Regions from separate parts of the Mus musculus genome. Here regions 1 and 3 are each linked to region 2. A link is a contact called in public ChIA-PET and HiChIP or PLAC-seq data. All regions are on one chromosome and are shown on one strand. Each heading gives the region's core, a stretch centred on a gene start, on an enhancer-like site or on the middle of the called end of the contact. The rest is flanking DNA. Distances are from core to core; before and after follow the strand shown. Region 1 overlaps Ubr2 (ubiquitin protein ligase E3 component n-recognin 2). Region 2 holds the start of 2310039H08Rik (RIKEN cDNA 2310039H08 gene). Region 3 overlaps Ptk7 (PTK7 protein tyrosine kinase 7).

The links. ChIA-PET counts read pairs in DNA pulled down with a chosen protein or histone mark. HiChIP or PLAC-seq counts read pairs in DNA pulled down with a chosen protein or histone mark.
Region 1: a contact with region 2 is called in an RNA polymerase II ChIA-PET map of memory CD8 T cells, with 113 read pairs. The contact joins the enhancer-like site here to the promoter of 2310039H08Rik in region 2. A contact is called at or near these places in 6 of 39 promoter capture datasets (the C10 cell line, embryonic stem cells, fetal liver and 2 more), 1 of 484 Hi-C or Micro-C datasets (the N1E-115 cell line), 5 of 115 datasets of contacts at active chromatin or transcription factors (the NIH/3T3 cell line, bone marrow-derived macrophages, effector CD8 T cells and 2 more) and 2 of 9 other capture datasets (adipose tissue and liver).
Region 3: a contact with region 2 is called in an H3K4me3 HiChIP or PLAC-seq map of embryonic stem cells, with 5 times the contacts expected there. The contact joins the enhancer-like site here to the promoter of 2310039H08Rik in region 2. A contact is called at or near these places in 1 of 39 promoter capture datasets (liver), 1 of 15 datasets of contacts at CTCF or cohesin (pro-B cells), 1 of 484 Hi-C or Micro-C datasets (the Ba/F3 cell line), 9 of 115 datasets of contacts at active chromatin or transcription factors (the HPC-7 cell line, bone marrow-derived macrophages, embryonic stem cells and 2 more) and 3 of 9 other capture datasets (adipose tissue, liver and pancreatic islet).

Annotation. Positions count from the first base shown.
Region 1 is chr17:46,964,948-46,969,392 of GRCm38.p6, forward strand. Ubr2 (ubiquitin protein ligase E3 component n-recognin 2) reads right to left here. Exons shown (of 47, transcript NM_146078.3): 17 at 4,244-4,354; 18 at 3,437-3,502; 19 at 2,243-2,365; 20 at 2,085-2,148; 21 at 1,194-1,318. Among named protein-coding and RNA genes, the nearest start is that of Ubr2, 43 kb to the right of the region's middle. Within about 2 kb of position 2,189, at least 24 of the 459 cell types and tissues checked have an H3K27ac peak or open chromatin away from gene starts, as enhancers often do. A contact at or near this core is called in effector CD8 T cells and memory CD8 T cells, where this site is marked.
Region 2 is chr17:46,770,462-46,774,890 of GRCm38.p6, forward strand. It overlaps 2310039H08Rik (RIKEN cDNA 2310039H08 gene), which reads left to right and starts at 2,174. Exons shown (of 1, transcript NM_025966.3): 1 at 2,174-2,946. The coding sequence starts at 2,352. The coding sequence ends at 2,696. Rpl7l1 (ribosomal protein L7-like 1) reads right to left here. Exons shown (of 7, transcript NM_025433.3): 7 at 3,446-4,429.
Region 3 is chr17:46,606,929-46,611,435 of GRCm38.p6, forward strand. All of the region lies in intron 1 of Ptk7 (PTK7 protein tyrosine kinase 7), which reads right to left. Among named protein-coding and RNA genes, the nearest start is that of Ptk7, 20 kb to the right of the region's middle. Within about 2 kb of position 2,978, at least 95 of the 459 cell types and tissues checked have an H3K27ac peak or open chromatin away from gene starts, as enhancers often do. A contact at or near this core is called in adipose tissue, bone marrow-derived macrophages, embryonic stem cells and 1 more, where this site is marked.

The DNA.
Region 1 (4,445 bases), core at 939-3,438, 190 kb after region 2:
CTAGCTGAAGGCCAGGACTGAACACAGAGAGCAAGGGTCTCTCTAACCCACACCCTTGGTCCAGGAAGCATCCCTAATACCACCAGAGAAAGCTGAGGCACTTTCCCAGCTGAAGCACTAGTGTCAAAAAAGATGTCAGAATGATAGGACCAAGCAAGGCCAACCAAATTAATCAAGGCCTGGAACTGCACAGTCCTGGGTGTGCAAAAAAGTTTAAAGGCTTCATCTATTCCAACTAGGGCAAAATATGTTGCAAGGAAGAGGAAGAGACAGCTCAGCAGTTAAGAGCGTCCATTGCTCTTCCAGAGGACCTGAGTTCGGTTTCCAGCATCCACATTAGATAGCTCTAGTTCACAATATCTATGACTCCAGCCCCAAGGGATCCAATACCGTCTTCTGGGCTCTTTGGGTACCTGTGCTCACAGGTGGACACACCCACACATCGACACATATACACATAATTTAAAACAAAAAGTAAAGTGACAAGCAAACGCACTGAGGAGCCTTAATGAAAACAGGCCTTCTCAGCTGCATGAGCTGAGATTCTGAGAAGCCCCAGAGCGGAAAGTTAGGTCGATGAGAGCCTAATGGCCTCGGGAGGAAAACCAGTTATAATTCAACCTGTGAATATCCTTATACCAGTGCTTTAGTCACTCCAATCTTATAAAAAAGACTCTTCCACCAGATGATAGTGGTGCATGCCTTTAAGCCTGGCCCCAGGGAGGCAGAGGCAGGCAGATCTCTAAGTTTGAGGCCAGCCTGAACTACAGAGAAAGTTTCAGGACAGTCAGGGCTACACAGAGAAACCCTCTTTAAAATGAAAACCAAACCAACCAACCAACCAACCAACCAACCAAGAGACTCTTCTGCACTGGAGTAAGGAAAAAGCCCTGAGAATGTGTGTTTACTCAAGTTCGAGTGGATACCTCCTCCCTCAGGTGAAAGCGTCACCTGCACTCCTTGGGGTCAGACAGACCCTAATATGCCCCTGCTCTGTGGACAAAACCACTTAGCTCTAAGCACCACATTCTTCAGAGTTCTCTCTAGCTCAGCTCTGCTCCCTAGTCACTGTTCCCAGTGTTCTCCTTTCCAGATGGAATAGCCATCTTAGAACTGTAGCTTGCACCCAGGGGGGAAGTGCACACACTGCTGGGGAGGAGCAGCTTCCGGGTTTCTTAACTGTGGACACTTACATCTTCAGGCAGAGACTTCACCAGCTCACTGTGAGCCATAGGCTTGATGCTCAACTGATGGATAATCTCCCTCTTGATTTCATCTGTGGCAGCCACCTGTCCAACCCCAGGGTTGAATCTTTCTCCTGTCCAAAATGAAAGGTAGATGCACACATTTAATGGACCCATGTACTTATGTGTACAGATTTCCAGTTCTTGCAACAGAATCCATCCTCTGTCTGGGTCACTCTGTGGGAAAATAAAGGCTGGTTTGGAAGGCAATAGCAGTTCCCGTTTATACTGAGTCTGATGCACCGACTTAAGGTTTCATGGCTGCTTTGGAGAAGGACCAGAAGTACGACGGGACCAGTGGAAGTCACACCCTTTCCTCCTCTGTGCTTCTGTCTAGGACAGGCTGGTATCACTCTGAGACCCTCTTCATTAGGGCCACCTCTGCCCACTGGATTGGCTACTTTACGGCCACAGAAGGTCTGAACAGTGGGGGAATGACAGAGCAGAAGGGATCAAAGAACTGGGAAAGCAGGGCCAAGCGAACAGGAGACGTAGGTAATAAACAGACGTCTCTGAGTCACTGGTCTTCATTAACCTGTGGTTGCTGTCTTTGGAGTCAAGAAGACATTTAAACCAAGAACCAAGAGAGAAGAAACAAAGCGAAGATTTTAGTCCTAGCAACTCTCTGCTCACAATGTGTTCCCAAGCTGTGCCAGTCTCCCTCCACCCTTGGCCCAAATACAGCCTTTCAGTTCATCTGTTTCGGCCATTGCACCCCTTCCTCTTTCTGGGGTGTGTGTGTGTGAAGGGCTGTGTGCCCGTTCTCTTCCCATGACTGATCGAGCAAGCTCAGCGCCCTGCTGCCATCGCCAGGCCCACATCAAGGCGGTGTGCACTCACCCACAAGCATGATGATGAGGTAGAGCATCTCTTCGATCAGAGTGTTGTTCTGCTGAACGACGTCCTGTGGGAGGAGGGGCAAGTGCAGAGGTGAGAACACGCCCACTGCTGTCCCTCACACATACAGGACACGTGGGCGTTGTGACACAGGCTCTTACCTTATGGGTAACCTCAGAACTGAATCTCTTCCCATAGTCAGGCGTGCTGAAGAGCTGATAGAGTTCAAAGCGGCTGAGCATGATCATCAGGAAGTGGTTTGGGTCCATCATGGAGACACCTGTCTTTTTTGTTTGTTTGAGACAAAGGAGAAGAGGAAGGTCAGAAGGGACACTCAGTGTTAGTGAGAGATGTTTAAGGTTGCACAAGAAAACAGCTTATTTGACCACCAATTTGAAGAAAAAATGGACACCTACTTAGCCACACCCTATATCATGTGGCTGCCAAGAGGGGACAGGAATCTAAGCAGGTCAAACAATCCACACAAAGAAACCTCCCTTAAAACTGAACCCCAGGAGAACCACACAGGCAGTTCGGCTCCTTTCCTGTCTCAGTCCACTGAAGGACACGGCTATGAATTTCGCTGCAGTTTCCTATCAGAGTTCACTGCCTACTAGGAACTGAGAGGAATATCAATTAAGCCCCTAGTATGTACATACGTATTCTGTTACTGAGACCCTTTTGTGGTAAGCACTCCATTACATAAAACGATAGCTTCTTTTCTCTTAATGCCATTTTTAAAAGTTCTAAATCAAACTGGACTCAACAGCTAGGAACTGAAGTAGAGTTCTCTGGAAGAGCAGCCAGTGCTGGACCATATCCATAGCACCTATCTTTTGGTGCTGCTGCTGCTATTAAGTCTGTTGAGTCAGGGTCTCACTATGTAAGCACACTGCCTTCGAACTCAGAGATCTGCCTGTCTCTGCGTGCACCACCAAGCCAGTCTGTTTATTTTTTAGAATTTACGGTTATGCGTGCCAGTGTCTGCCACATGAGTGCTGTGCCTACAGAGACCAGAAAGGAGCTGGAGTCCCCGTGGTTGTGGCTGCCTGCTGTGGTGCTGGAAAAAGAACTCGGCTCCTTTATGAGCAGCAAAGCTCTTAAGCACTGAGCTGTCTGTCTGTCTGTCTAGCCAGCTGTCTGTCTGACTGTAGCAGCTGCATCTGGCATGCTGAGTCTGACCCTGATCTGGAGACTGGGGGAAGCATTCTGCAGGCTGTTGGCCTTGAGTGGGGAGTGTTAGTAGACAGAGCAGGTAGGATTCAGAGATCTGCAAGTGAGTGTTAGGTGACTGACTCAGTAAAACAAGACCAGGCCTCCCCACAGCCCTGAAGTCAGGGTTTTTAACTCATTACCTGAAGCATCACTATGTCCTTGTCGAACATCTCTCGCCTGCATTTCACATTATGGTAGTAATAGATCTAAAACGATAATTAATTATATTAGGTAAATAAGCTCTGATGGGTATGGCTTCCTGATCATTTCCCCACTGCAAGAAAAAAGCATGGGTTTGTGTAAGCACAAGTGTGTGCCTTCCTGTGTGGTTGGAGCTGGTATGGGCTTTTAGTTAATACTATCTTAGCATGAATAAACCAATAAACTAGAGATATCCACTGATGTCTGCTGTAGATTCCAGCCAGTGTTTTGGGTCTCCCAAAATTGTGGATGAGGGGAGGACAGATGGCTGAGAAGGTACAGGCCTCACTGTGACATCTGATGACTGGGGGTTGATCCTTGATCAAACACAAAACAAGAGCTCTAAGGAACACTGGCTTACCTTGCATTGAATTTTTAAACAATGTGTCACAGACACCAAACCTTTTTAAAAAAAGGCTTATCTGTGTGAATGTGTGTGTGTGTGTGTGTGTCTATCTGCATGTCTGTGCCAAATATGCGTGACACCTTCAAAGGCCAAAAGGTGCTAGATCCCTTGGAATTGGAGTTATGGGAGGTGGTAAGTCACCAGACATAGGTGCTGGGGACTGAACCAGGGTCCCCTGCAAGAGCAGCAAGCACTCGTAACTGCTGAGCCATCTCTCTAGATCCCAGATGCAAAATCCTCAATGGCTATGTCCATTTAAAACTGTAAAAGGTTTCTCATAAAAGCTGGAGAATGAATGGAATCAAAATACCACAGAATTAAAAAACACAAAACCACTTACCTGATTTACTAGAGAGAAGCCATTTCTTCTCCACATCCCAGCATGCACTTGAGCACATAAGACAAGACATCTAAGAGGATGTTCTATCAACATGGGTGGGCTCAGTTCACTCTGTGTTAAAAATAACCCACTTGTTAAAATCTGCACAAGGAAAGGTGGTTGACAGCAAAGCTTAAAGAATAATATATCAAATCTGCTTTAA
Region 2 (4,429 bases), core at 924-3,423:
CACGGTGATGTCTCAATGCCGGCCTCCAGCCAGGGTGCCAATCCAAGCTACCCTTCTGTCAGAAGTTGAGGACCCTTGTGTTTCCCTATAGATATAAAAACAAGCAACATGGCCACGCAGAGCTGGGCACAACATCTATCCACGATCTCCTCACATGAATGGGATCCCCAGTCACACGCATGTCCCCTCCAGTCACACGCATGTCCCCCTGCACAGCGTGGGAGGGCTAATCCTAACACTCTGTTCTGTCTACTCCTGGAAGGAACCACTTCTAGTGTTGGTGAGGAAGGGCGGGAGAGAAAGAGACGACGACATTGGAAAATCTAAGGAGAATTTAGTAGAGCCCATGGGCAGAGAGCGATGTGGGCAAGGACAAGGGAGTTCCCAGGAGACAACGTAGCATCTGAGAGAGTGAGAAGGGAGCTGTGTCAGAACCCTTAAACCAGAGGGCTGTGTGGAGGGACTGCTGCCGATGAGACCCTGAGGAGGGGAAACAGAATGAAATCTGTTGAAGCTATCTCTTCTCTCCTCCTGCTACTCTCTCCCAGCCTGACCAGGCCCAGAAACTAGAAGGCCAGGGAGCCTGCTGCACTGACTCTGTCAGGTCCAGGAAGTTGGATGAACATGCAGAGACAGCTGCAGGGGCTACAGGAGAGATCACTGGGGACCCTCAATAATGGCCTCCAGGCACTGGCTGTCCTTCCAGAAGACCAGAGAATTCAAAGCCCAACACCGACATGATAGCAGAACTAAGGGTTCAGTTGCTCTCTTCTGGCCTTTAGCAGTACTGCATGCATGTAGTACACAGACATAGATGCACATAATAAAATTAAAGGGGGGCCCGGGCAGTAGTGGCACCCGCCTTTAATTCCAGCACTTGGGAGGCAGAGGCAGGTGGATTTCTGAGTTCGAGGCCAGCCTGGTCTACAGAGTGAGTTCCAGGACAGCCAGGGCTACACAGAGAAACCCTGTCTTGAAAAACAAAACAGAAAAGGAAAGGAAAGGAAAGGAAAGGAAAGGAAAGGAAAGGAAAGGAAAGGAAAGGAAAGGAAGCCCTAAGAGGTTCAGCATTACATGAGGAAAAGTGTGCCAGAGGGGCTGCAGACAGAGCTCTCAGTTAGTAGAGTGCTTGGCTAATACATATAAACTCCTGTGCTCCATTCCCGGCACCATACAATACAATTCAATTCCCAGCACATACTGGACATGGACCCCTGTAATCCCAGCACTGCGGAGGTGGAGGGCCAGGAGTTCAAAGCCGCGGTTGGGAATGGTCAGCAGTTAGTGCCTGCCGTGCAGGTGTGAGGGTCAGAATTTGAATGCCCACAAACCCAGATAAATGCCAGCTGGATGCGGCGGTCTGCCTACTTCTGCCCTTCGAAGGCAAGGATCCGAAGTCAGACGCGTGCATACGCGCGCGCACGCACACACACACAGACTATATTGTGAGTTCAAGTTCAAGGTCAGCTTTGGCTACAGGAGACCTTGAAAACATGAGAACGGGGATAAAAATTCAATAGCCCTACCTGCTGAGCCATCTTACCCACTTTTTGGGTTTCATGGGGTTGTTTCCGGTGAAGGGTAAACATGCTGTGTGCTTTTAACATTATGCAAAGTATGCTTTACTTACTGATTTCTTGATCTGTGCCAGATCAAGCTGTTTATTATATACTTACATGTTTCAGTGTGTAACTCGGCTGGCTCTATGGCCCGAGCATATGGTGTTACAAGCATGAGCCACTGCATCCTGTCAGGATAGCTTTGATACAGAAATCTGAACAGCATTGGGAGGTGTAGCGCAGCAGACATTGGGAGATGACGAATCCTTGGCTCAAACCAAAATTGACTACAAATCCCAAACAACACATAACCCAAACCCAAACAACAACAACAAAAACCAGGGATTTGATCCTTAGTACCACAATTAACAAATGTGACGAGCGCTTGCTTGCTTGCTTGGAAAAGCATACAGAATCACGCTCTGGACTGTAGCGCGAGACTCAAACTACCAAGACGACCCTCCCGGCCCTGAGCGCGCAGCCTGCGTCCGCATCTACACGTGCCAAAGGGAAGTGCTTTTGTACAGCCACGCCTCCTCACACTTGTCTCACTGGGTGCAAAAACTTCACTTTTTGGCTCGTTCCCCCACCCCACCCCGCCCGCTCCTCACCCACCGCAGCACATCTCATGTTGTGGAATGAGAGCTGGAGGTTAACCCAGGCTGCAGCTTCTGCACAAATAGCCCGGGTCTTGGAAGGTCTACCCTGGGCTAAGTTACTAAGCTCCCCTCTACTTTTCACGAAGTGGTTGCTCCCACTCCACCCGGAAGTGCTTACAGCCGGATCCGGGGGATGAGCTGGTGGCAGGACATGGACCAGCGTGGCGGTGTCTCCAGTCCGAGCGGTGCACTGGCGTCTGCCGAGCCAGCTCCTGCCTCGGTGACCCTGGCGGAGCTCCTGCACCTGGTACAGAAGGGCCAGGAGGTCCCGGGCCTGGAGAAACGCCACATCACTGCGACCCACGGTGAACCCACCGCGTCTCTGCTCCCTCGGAGGCCCAAGCCCTGGGAAGATGCGGGCTCGGCCGCCTCACCCTGCACCATCGCCCTAGACACGAGGACGCAGCCTCCGACCATCGAGGAGCGATCCCGGGGCAGTCCAGCCGCCCAACTCGACGGAGGCCCAAGGGTTTCCTGATGCTCGAGGTGTTTCCCGAGGGCATGACTGGGTCCTACACAAACTTGAGTCTGGACACTTGCCACCTGTGGGACTCAATGTTGCCTAGTAATTTTGTTTTTGGATGCCAAATTTCAACTTCATACTGTGTCCTAGTCCATTTGTGTAACGGAAATAAGTTTCCCTTGTCACTGTAGGACAGCACAACCTCCTGGACCCGCTTGTTCTGATGATACCGATAAACCGATATCCAAAAGGCATTTCTAACTTGGCAGTCGTTTGGGTTTGATGAAAAGGTTCCTTCCCAGAGTGATACATAGAAACCCTGGTTCTTGGAGTTGGGGGACTGGAGAGAGGGCTCGGTGCTCTTCCAGAGGATCAAGGTTCAATTTCCAGCAAACATGGTGACTCACATTTTAATGGGATCTGACGCCCTCTTCTGTTGTCAGTGTGCTTGGCCACATAACTAAATCTTAAAAAACCCTGACTCTTGGGAGCAACTAAGGTAGTGCGAGCAGAGGCAGTTTGGTAGTTGGTACCCCCATAGGAGTTGGCTTTCTCCTCCCACCATGCACCAGACCCCCCCCCCCCCCCCCCCCCCCCCGGTTAAGCTCTGGCTTGGCAGCAGGTGCCTTACCCAGATTCATCTCCAAGGCTGAAACTAGTAGTTGGGAATTAAGCCCTGGGTTTCTGAGGGAGCATTCTTTCCTCCCCGCAGGACTTGTGAAACGGTGCCAGATGCCCAGGGGACTGGGCGAACGGCTCTTTTTAAAGATTTATTTATTTTATGTAAGTACACTGTAGCTGTCTTCAGATACACCAGAAGAGGGCGTCAGATCTCATTACAGATGGTTGTGAGCCACCATGTGGTACCACTGAGCCAACTCTCCAGCCCCTGGGCGAACGGCTCTTAACCACTGAGCCCACCTTGGGCCCCCTCGAGTGTTTTTGGAGTCGGGGTCGTTAATACATCGATCTTTGTCTGCCTTCATAGTGACACCAAGCTTGCCAGCAGTCCTTCTTTCTAAATAGGCTCGGTGGCTACTTCTCCATAGGCCCCAATGGCAGTATACTAGCTGCCAGAATGTCTATCCATGTAGTCAAGGTCCTAATAGACCTGGGTCATCTCCAGCAACATGGACAACCCCACTTGTTTCTTGAGTCTCTGTAACCCTGGCTGGCCTCAGGCTCACAATAAGCCATCGCCTTTGGGGCTGGAGGCACAAGCCAAGTGCACCTGCTTTCTCAGAGGGCCTAGAATTGGTCCCAGCATCCACCTCTGAGCCTTCATTTGCCAGTAATTCTAGCTCCAGGGCAAGTGACACTTCCTGGCTACTTTGGCATGTACTCACACGCAAAAATCTTAAAAACAATCTTTTACTATATAGAAAAAAGCTTGTTTTAAATTCCAAGCAAGCCAGAAATGGAAGCCTTAGCTCTGCTCGCCCAGGCCTCTCTCCAATGCTACAGTGCTTCCCTACTTAGGAAGATGCAGGATTCTGCAGGATCCCAGAATGTTAAATAGCCATGCTGTTTGTCCAAGGTTGCGATGCATTTTTGGTCACCTCATTTCCCAATGATCAGTTAACACTGATCCAGGTGAAATTTAGTGGGCATTTCCTGGGTACATGTGGTTTAGGAAACAACAATCTATCACTGCATTGGTTTTTGTTTTGTTTTTTTTCTGAGACAGGGTTTCTCTGTGTAGTCCTGGCTGTCCTGGAACTCACTCTGTAGACCAGGCTGGCCTCGAA
Region 3 (4,507 bases), core at 1,728-4,227, 160 kb before region 2:
TGGCAATTAATTAATTATTAATAAGGTGCTTATTTATATATATATTTTTTGAGACAAACTCTCACAATGTAGACCAGACTGGCCTCAAACTCACAGAGAAAGAGAGAGAGAGAGAGAGAGAGAAAGAGAGAGAGAGAGAGAGAGAGAGAGAGAGAGAGAGAGATCTACATGCCTCTGTCTCCAGAGTGCTGAGACTAGAGGTATATGCCATCATAGCCAGCTATTTTCCCTTTTAAAGAACAGCTCTATCTCAGAGTAATGAAACAAGCGGGAGGTTTGTCTTCATAGGAATTTCCAGCTAATGAATAGAGTGTCCTCCGTTTACAGTCTCCTAATGAAATAATGGCTCTAGCAATGATTGCTGGTGCCTGCTGATGATGGGAAGAGACAAGCAGATGTGATGTGTCTACTGAGGGAGATGCACACGGGGAGAAAAGATCAAATCCAGACCCAATAAAATCTGGAGACCCAGGCTTCATTACAAACAGGCTCTGGAATCTCTCTAAACTAATTTGAAATTTACACAGAGATGGCTCCGTGGTTAAGCACCTGCGGCAAGCCTGCTGACCAGAACAGGCGTCCCTAAGGTCACATGATGTAAGGTCAAAACTACCAGCACAGCACGTCCACTAACCTCTTTTTTGTTTGTTTTGTTGTTTTGTGTTTAGATTCAGGGTTCCACTCTATAGCCCTGGCTGTCCTGGAACTCACTCTGTGACCAAGTTGGCCTTGAACTCAAGAGATCTGCCTGCCTCTACCTCCCAAGTGCTGGGATTAAAGGTGTAAGCCACTATGCTGATTTTTAGTCAAAGTTGGACAGCAACAGGCTGGGACAGTCACTGAACATAGAGTGTCCACACCTACCCTGCAAATTCACCATCTCCTGATGTCCACACATTGTGTACCACTCCAGACAGACCAAGACGTCATAGCCCACCTCCATGCCTGCCCCATAGAAAGCCCGCAGAAGGTAAGAGCAGAGCTCACACTCAGCTCCCTTCATCCCAAGTGGCTCCCCAGGAGGTGGGCGCCCAGGAAACATCAGCTGGTTTGTGGTGGTTTAACTGCTCCAGATAACCCGATCGAGTTCTCCCTACCCCACGTGCATCCGCCGAGGGTCAGACCCTAATATAGGTTCCGGGTAGGCAATTACATTAATTATCATCATTAATTCAACAAACATTTATTTAGAGCCTGCCATGTGCCAAGTACTCTCTAAGTCACTGGAGATGCAAAGAGAAAAACACACAATTACTGTCTTTAAGTGTCTCAGCTCAGTGGGGGAGTCAGACAAGCAAACATATAATTACAGTAATAGCTAACTCACTGACCCGCGCTACGAACCAGGCGCCGTTCCCAGCATGTTAACCATACTGTCTTGTTAAGGCTCATGCCCGCCCAGTGGAAGGCATGCCACAATCCCCATCGTGCAGATGTGGTAACTGAGGCACAGAAGCAAGGCTACTTACGGAAGCTGGTAAGAGACAAAATGCCGAAGTCAAACTTCAGGTCACATCTGGCTGCAGGGTAAGGCTTCCTGTGACTACTAGCCTTGCCTACTCTGTCGCTTGTGACAGGAGAGTACAGAGAATTCTTCAGAGAAGCCTCTAAGTCAGATGGAAGGGTTATAGAGATGAGGTGGGGAGACTAGAAGGGTTTTATGGAGTTATGAAAGAAGGATGCATGGAAAGTAGGAAGCCAGAAGCCAGAGGACTAGAAACAGAATCCACAGCCAAGCCCTGCTGAACACCAAACATAAAATACAAGCCAGAGGACACTGGGCAACGGTGGCACATGCCTTTAATCCCAGCCCTTGGATCTCTGTGAGTTCTAGGCCAGCTTGGTCTACAGTATGATTTCCAGGACAGCCAGGGCTACACAGAGAAACCCTGTTTTGAAACCCTTCTGAAGGTACCAAGTTCAAATCCCAGCAACCACATGGTGGCTCACAACCATCTGTAATGAGATCTGACTCCCTCTTCTGGAGTGTCTGAAGACAGCTTCAGTGTACTTACATATAATAATAAATCTTAAAAAAAATAAAATAAAATAAAGAAGCCAGGTAGTGGTGGTGCATGCCTTTCTGAGTTTGAGGCCAGCCTGGTCTACAGAGTGAGTTCCAGGATAGCCAGGGTTACAGAGAAACCCTGTCTCAAAAAAACAAAAACAAAACAAAACAAAACAAACAAACAAAAAAACAAAACCAAAAAAAAAAGAAAAGAAAAGAAAAGAAAAGAAAAGGGAAGAAAAGAAAGGAAGGAAAGGAAGGAAAGAAAAGGAAGGAAGCGTGATGGCACACGCCTTTAATCCCAGCACTCGGGAGGCAGAGGCAGGTGGATTTCTGAGTTCGAGGCCAGCCTGGTCTACAAAGTGAGTTCCAGGACAGCCAGGGCTATAAAGAGAAACCCTGTCTCAAAAACAAAAAACAAAACAAAACAAAAAACAAAGGAAGGAAAGCCAGAAGTGAATGAGTGAGTAAATGAGATGAGAGCAGAAAGCTCTGAGAGGCTGTTAGCCATATTGCTGTGGGGCTGGGGGTGGTGGTGGTGGTGGTGGTGGTGGTAAGGCAGCAGATGTACAGTTACCTTGCTCTGGGTGTCCCCGGTTAAAAAACAAACCGCCACCACAGAAGTCTGCCTTTCCCAGCCGGACAAAAAAAGCTAAACTCTCCGACATTGAGGAGAGCGGCAGGCTCTCCCATGGAAGTGCTGAGTGTTGTCTAATACCGTACCTCTTCTACAATCCCCAAGGCTGTCTGGAAACCACTACTGAGGGTTAGCTGCCCACCTCAGCAAAAGCCAAATTAACTCTAAACCAAATCACATTCACCGGTACCAGGGTTAGGACAACATATTGTGTTGGGGGCTGGAAAAGTAGCTCAGAAATAAAGCAAAGGAAAATGGGCTGGGCTCAGCTGTGGACGCCCCGCCTCAGCTTCCTGTCCGCTGGGCTACAGGCGTGTATGAACACGCCCCACTCTGATGGGTACTCAGCCCCGCCAGGAGCAGGGCACTGTTCTCATGCCGGGACACACAATGGTGAAGTGGACAGGAAGCTTTCTGCCCTCCGGCTTTACACAGCCTCTGAAGATGGAATAAAAGCAGCAGGGTCTGGCCTGGAAAACAGGGGGTCTGCTTAGTCCCTTGGCTGTACTCAAACAGGGTCCCATTTCGATCCCTTCAAGAGGCTGCTGTGGAAATCTGGAAGGCTCTTCTACGGAAGGAAGAGAGCGACCAGGGAAGGCAGGACAGATGCCAGCAGGATGAGCTGTTCCCCATTCCCCCCTTACCCCCCCCGCCCCGCCCATTTCACCCAAGGTGTCTAGGACCAACAAAGGTCAACACCCTCACAGCTCCTACTTGGCTCCAGGAAGGAAGAATTACCAAAGAACCACGCCACCTCCTCCACAAGTCCCTGGGGCAAGCAGGAACAGATTTGACTTTCCTCCCCCAATGTGGGGAGTGGCCAGGTCCTGCCTGGCTGTAGTCAGTGCATATTTAATAAGTTTTATTTTTAGATTTATTTATTCTATTTTATGTAGATTAGTGTCTACCTGTGCACCAGTGTGCACAGTGCCCTTAAAGGTCAGAAGCATACGTTGGATCCCCTGGATGAGTATCGTGAGCTGGGAACTGGATCCAGGTCCTCTTCAGGTTCAACCTTCACTACTCAGCCTTGCTTTGATCATTACTGAATCACGTTCTCAGATCTCCATCTGTCTAGTCCCACGTCCGCCCCGAGTCCCACCTCCCACCCTCTTAGATGGTTTCAAACCTGGAAAGAAGAGGGTGAGACTGATTTCCACAGACTTCCATCACGTGCTCCCATCTCTTAGCACAGCCATGATGGATCCACAGGGAATCATGAATAGTTGTTTTCAGTGTGCTGGGCTGAGGGTGCATACCCCACTGAGCTTCTGCTGGCCTCTGCTGCATTTCCTAGCCCTATCCTATTTATTATCCTGTGATGGCTGGTTAAGGAGTTGGGGTGTGTGTGTGTGTGTGTGTGTGTGTGTGTGTGTGCGTGCGCGCGCGCGCTAGATGGGGAGAGTGAGGCCTGGGTGTTTTGATGCTTGGAACTGAACTTGGGCCCCCTGGAAGGGCAGCATGTGCTCTGCTGAGCCATCTTGTCAGCTCTCTGTTCTGATTGTTAAATAGTGTGTGGAGGCCAGGAGACAACTTGCACGAGTTAGTTCTTGCCTTCCACCATAGAGGTCCTGGGGATCAAACCCAGGTCATCAGCTTTGGCAGCAAGCCTCTTTGTCCACTGAGCCATCTCATCGGCCCAGCTTTTTAAATAGCTTACTTCCTTTCTCCAGCAGAATTCCAAAGAAGCAGTGACGAGAGCTGTCTTAGTTAGGGTTTCATTGCTGTGAAGAGACACCATGATCAAGGTAACTCTCATAAATGAAACCATTTAACAGAGGCTGGCTTACAGTTTCAGAGGTTTAGTCATTATGGCAGAAAACATGGCGGCATGCACGCAGACATGGTGCTGGAGGACACAA